Regions from separate parts of the Mus musculus genome. Here region 2 is linked to region 1. Evidence: chromatin contacts called from public ChIA-PET data. All regions are on one chromosome and are shown on one strand. The core of a region is the stretch at or near the end of the contact, and the rest is flanking DNA. Distances in the headings are between cores, read along the strand shown.

What was found. ChIA-PET counts read pairs in DNA pulled down with a chosen protein or histone mark.
Region 2: a contact with region 1 is called in an REV-ERBa ChIA-PET map of liver, with 16 times the contacts expected there. The contact joins two enhancer-like sites. A contact is called at or near these places in 4 of 484 Hi-C or Micro-C datasets (granulocyte-monocyte progenitors and liver) and 5 of 115 datasets of contacts at active chromatin or transcription factors (a colorectal cancer cell line, hepatocytes, liver and 1 more).

Annotation. Positions count from the first base shown.
Region 1 is chr12:35,282,554-35,285,526 of GRCm38.p6, reverse strand. No RefSeq gene overlaps it. Among named protein-coding and RNA genes, the nearest start is that of Mir680-3, 89 kb to the right of the region's middle. Within about 2 kb of position 1,361, at least 39 of the 459 cell types and tissues checked have an H3K27ac peak or open chromatin away from gene starts, as enhancers often do. A contact at or near this core is called in hepatocytes and liver, where this site is marked.
Region 2 is chr12:35,661,913-35,664,678 of GRCm38.p6, reverse strand. No RefSeq gene overlaps it. Among named protein-coding and RNA genes, the nearest start is that of 9130015A21Rik, 32 kb to the left of the region's middle. Within about 2 kb of position 1,403, at least 4 of the 459 cell types and tissues checked have an H3K27ac peak or open chromatin away from gene starts, as enhancers often do. A contact at or near this core is called in hepatocytes and liver, where this site is marked.

The sequences.
Region 1 (2,973 bases), core at 112-2,611:
GGAGCTCAATTTAATTCCATGCAGCAGGATGCTCCTTGAAAGATACCAAGAATTGCCCGATAAGGCAAGTACCTCTTCCTTCTATTGCTCTTCTACAATAGCCACCCCCACTAGATATCATGGCAACCAAGTCTTAAGCCCAAAGATGAGCATATATATCAGAGATTCCCAAACTACATAGCATTCTTCACCCTTAATCTAGGGATAGCTGTAAGAAGTGTTCATGTATTTCCATTTATTTCAATTTATTTTTCAAATGAATCATAACATACATCTGCCTTAAATTCACAAGTTGTACAGCACTGGAAACTTCTAATTTCTTAAAGCATGAATATCCCCAATATGTGGTTGATGAGTTAGCATATCAAATTTGTCTGACATATTTGCTCTAAGCAGAGGGTAAAACATTTGGCATTACAAATCCTGGCTTTTGTGGAAAAGAGGATTCCCTTTGATTGCTATTCTCCTTTATTACTTATGAGGAATCACAGTTCATAAATACATTTTCTGGATGGCTTAATAACTCCACGTTTTAGTTTTAAGCCTTTGGCAGACAGGTGAAAATATCCCATGAATAAGCTGTGACTAAAGCCTCCTCTGTAGAGATGAATTCTCAGTAATTCCTACGGCAAGTCATATCGACAGCTCTCCTCTCTCACCCTGCCCTTCTTTAAGTTTGTCAAAGTGGGAATTTCTGCTGCTAACTCAGAAATTCAAATGGGAAGAGAAGTCACAGGATAGCTTTCCTATTGTGGTCATGTGAATAGAAGTCCTGGAGGCTGAACAAGACACACTGTACATTCAGAGAAAGATGCATTCTCTTGCCTTCTGGCACAGCTTGTACAGTGACTGGATGAGACCAAGGTCTTGGGAAGCCAGAGATAGCTACGTCTATTTTGGTAACACTGACATGCTCCAAGTCTACAGCGAATAGGGAATCACCCTCTTTGTGTAAATGTTTGCTTTGTTGCAAATTCTCAAGCAGAAATTAATAGCAAACATGCACCAGAAGGAGTATTAACTCAAGCATGATAAACAACTCCTAGGCAATGTTTAGACTGGCCAAAGCCATCCTATAATCATGCTAGATGATAGAACAGTGCATCTAATATCTATACACTGGGACATAAAGCAAACTAGAATCATTTATCCCTGATAAATAAGTCTGCCAGAGGAGGTAGATTAACGGGTAGATAAGTATCAAATCCCCATTGCATTCTCCTTTCTTTTTTCTCTTGGTGGTGTAGACAATTATTAATGAATCATGAATGTTTGATGTTCCTTTCCAGCAGTTACAAAACACACTTGGAACGGGTCTGGGAATTTACTTTGATCTCTTGTTTGAAGTCATACGCCAGTATTCTGGCCCCCTGTGACAACAACTATCTCAAACTCTGGGCTACTAAAGAGCTGAACTTAATCACGCAGAAGTGGTGCCAGAAGACGTTTCGAAAATGACACAGCAGTCTGCTCAAGAAACCCACAGGATCAGGGCCTTGAGCTTCTGAAGGTGAGTTGGCAGCAGGCAGCCAGCTGGCCTGAGGGTTCACTGAAGCTGTTTCACTGTCCCACAGTGTTGGACCTGAAAGCCTCAAACACAGATGGTGACAAGGTGGACAGTGTCCTACAACGTGGGTCTTTCTTTGAATAAAGCCTCAGAAATGACTTCAAGCCAAATAAAAAGCATAGCTTCTCTTTGAATTTTATTCCATTTCTGTTCTTGGATTCACAAGGGTTGTTAATCACTTTTATTTAGCAGAAATCTAATGGCAATTTCTTAATGTTTATTAATCAGAGATTCTGTACTCCATTAACAGCTCAATTAACTTCCTGAAGGTTGAACAAGGTCAATCTCTCTACCATAACACTGCTAACCAATTCCTGCAGAATAAATATTTGCTTTAAGTTTCTCTATGCCAAATTCTATGGCATCATGTTGCCTAAATCTCCTTTTGTAAATAAGATGTGCCTCAAAGAGAAAGAGATAGCAGAATTTGGTCTTGTTGACCTTTCTACACACCTTAGACCTAGAACAAAAGGTCAATCTATCCAGAAAAAAAGGTCTAGGGCATTTATGATCTATATCTAACAAGAATGTCTTAAGCCCACTGGCATAGCTTGTCTCAGATGCACCAGACCAACATGGGCTCTGTTGAGGAATTTTCTCTAGGGCACTAAATAGGTAGAGGATATGGTTTTAGTTCCCTGGATTGCTTGTTTTTCCTAATAATTCTCAAAAATATCCAGTCTACTTTCTTTTACAGACCACATATCTCCTCATTCAGGTCTCTATCCTGATTTCCTGGCAAATCTTATCGTGATAGCAGGGGCAGACAGGACAACACCCTCATAAATGTAGCACTGAATGAGCAAGGAGGAAGGACAGGGATTTTCTGGCCTTTGAGCAGAAAAAACACACACAAAACCCTCTTCTTCTTGTCTCCATTGCTCTAAAGAGAAGACATCCGCCTGAACTGTCATGGACAGACACACACGCATTATCACCACCGACTGTTAATAGTTCTGTAGAATTCTCCCAGGAAACATTAATTCTTACTTATATATAAATGACTTCTACTTTCTTTTAAACTTATTTTGACTGAAGAAAACAAAGGAAAGAGGACATTCCACAGAAAATAATGAAAAATTAGACTTTGTAGTAAATATTTCATCTGTGGGTAATGCTGTCTTCATTTTGAGACAAATACACTCAGATTCGGAGGAGTTAAGCAATACTTCCATAGGCTGTAGCTACTAAGTGGTTAAGTCTGGGATTTAAATCAACCATTTTAGCAAATTGATATTGCTTAGGTCAGCAAAGAGGATTGCAGTACACAATATTTTTAGAGTACACATACCCAATTCTCTTTGAAACATTGTAAGGAACAGAATTGGTAAATGAGAAAATAGTTTATCTAACTAGGGACTGGGTGAACAAAGGACCCAGGGATGGTGGAAATATTTATACTCTTG
Region 2 (2,766 bases), core at 154-2,653, 380 kb before region 1:
GGCTAGCCTGGGTTGTAGACTAAGACCATGTCTCAAAACCAAAACAAAGTAAACAAACAAAGAATTAGAGATTGTGTAAGGGGAGAATATGTATCTTCTAAAATACATTTCTTACAAAGAGTATAGTAAAATTCAGTTTTCAGAAGATTATGTAGTATTTAAAGGATTACATTCAACTACTGCTATTATTAGCTATCAAAGAGTTCTATCTAAAAAATGTTACTTGTGAAAATAATGCTGACATCTTAATTTTTTATGTTTTATTTTAATTGTTTTCATTTCTTTTTTTAACCTAATATTTTTATTGATTATTTGGGATTTTCATTTAATATACCCTGATCACTTCCCAGTATTCGCAAGTACTTCCTTTAATGTATAACCCTACCACTCTAAAAAGTAAACCAAATTCCCAAACCCCCAAACCCCCAAATTATAAGTTCAACTGTATTGCCCATATAATCACTGGAACATGGTCAAGCTCCCAGCAGTTAGCTCCTTAAAGAAAACTGAGTACTTTCCCCACTCACATCCCTACCAAAAGGTGTCAGTGTAGAGAGCTCTACTTCAGCATCCTTATCACAATTTTTGTTTTCTTCACTGGCTTCCTATGTAGGCTGTTGCTTTGGGGGAGAGGGAGGAGTTATCACAGAGGCCTTCTATGAATCTCTTTCTTAACTATGAGTTTGTAGTCATTGATACCATACAGAGAGATAGTATTGCCCAGGAAAGCGCATAGTTAGTTATACATAGCAAATAGTCAGTCAGAATATGTACACAAGTAACAAAATACAGAACAAGCAGGGTGTATTTACATATTTAAGACTACAAAAATACACACACACATGAAAGAAAACAGGTCATGGAGGTGATACACAGGAGGGATTGGAGAGATAGGAATGAGAAATTGTATCATAATCTCAAAAATGTAAAAAAAAAAAAAATTAAAAACCCCAAATGTTTCTATACTATCTACCCCGGGAAGAAAGATGAAAAGGGGTTGGGGACTGTGACAAAACCAGAACAAAAAGGAGGAAAATAACAGAACAAATATAGAAGTGGGTTAGCCATGTCAAAGATTTTGTAAATCAAGAACTGGAAGTAGAAATTCAAGCTCAGTGGACAGTAGAGGTCGGCCCAAGTGTGTAGTCTTCTTGTCTCTGACAGTGTCTACACAACGCTGTACCACCAATCTCTTTCTTGAGTTTAAATTTTTTTTCCTTTCTAAAGTGTTGCATCATGCTTTTTGTAGTTGTGTTTGTCACAAAGGTTTAAGGGCTAGGAAGACAACAGAATGGTGGCTCTGTTTATTTCTAGCTGTCGTCTAAGTACCTGAAGCATAATAGGGTCAGAAGAGAGGATCCACCCTGACCTAGAATAACAAGTCACCTGATGAACTGTGCCAACAAAAACCCTTTTGCAATGTGAGCTTTGTTTCCTTATTGAGTTGTGCCCCAGGGTTTGACATCATCTACTGCTACTGTGATTTCCAGTCTCTTGTGGACTTTAGCAAGAATTCACCAAAAGCATTCTCTAATAATACAGTCAGCCTCAGGAAAGACATCTGAGCATTAATCAAAGCTGGTATGAAGGAAAAATTCTGGTAATTCTTTTAGTAGATGAGAGTATCACAGCCTGGTTTCAAATATTTCCTAGGTGGCACTGAATATGTTTAGAGAGATTTATAACACAGTAGAGGTTTTTCTTTTATGTGGAATTCCTTAACTCTCTTAAATTTCTCAGCATATATCTTTGAATATTGAAATGACAGATTATGAACTCAATTGAAGGATTTTGGAAATATGATCATGTTATTTCAAAACACTTAAATTATTTAGGGGGATGTCTTTGTTATTAATTATTATTATTATAATTTCTGGTACCCATTTCACTTATATTGATATTTATGGGTTGCGGAAAAGGTAGTTGGTTACATTATCCTTTGTTCTTGCCTTGCAAAATTCCCAAAAGCCAGTCAACATAAATTTCATTAACTTTCCCCATGTAAAGCAGAAAAAAAGTCAAGTTAAAGGAATGAAAATTGTCGCAAGAGTGTACATTTGAACTGGTGTGTGTATGTGTGTGTGTGTGCACATGCACACGTGTGCTGGTGAAAGTGCATGGAGAAGCCAGAGGTCAACACTGTGTGTCTTCTTCCATTGCTTTTGACCTTATTTTTTTTTTTTTTGAGATATGGTTTCTCATTGAAAATCCAGCTCACCCAAAGTTCGACTGGTTGACCAGTAAGCCCTGGAATCCCCTTGTCTCCTCCTCCAGGTTTGGAATTACAGCATGGGCTATCACACTCTAGTTTTCAAATGGATGCTGCATCTGAAATCATTCTTGCACAACAAGTACTTGACCTTATCTCCAGTCTATGGACCTAGTTTCTTATGAATGAATAGACACTGTGATGAAGGCAATAAGCTATTTTGGGATTGTTGGAGTAAGGGCTGGGCTCTGTGTGTAACAAGATCTTGTCTATAATCTCAGCACTCAAGAGGCTAAGACAGTAAGTAGGACTACCACGAGGCCAGCTTAGAAATCTTGTCTGAAATATCTACAGGAGATAATAAGAAATGCGTAGTCATGATAAACCTAAATCTACAGTTTTGGAGTATAATAAGCAGATTAATGGCTCCCAAAGATGTCTCAGCTCTATTTGCTAGAACTTGTTATGATAAATGGACAAAGTGACTTTGCATATGTAAATAAAGGTGAGAAGCCTAAGGAGGGAACATAGGATTATAAAAGTAAGCCTAGTTTAAC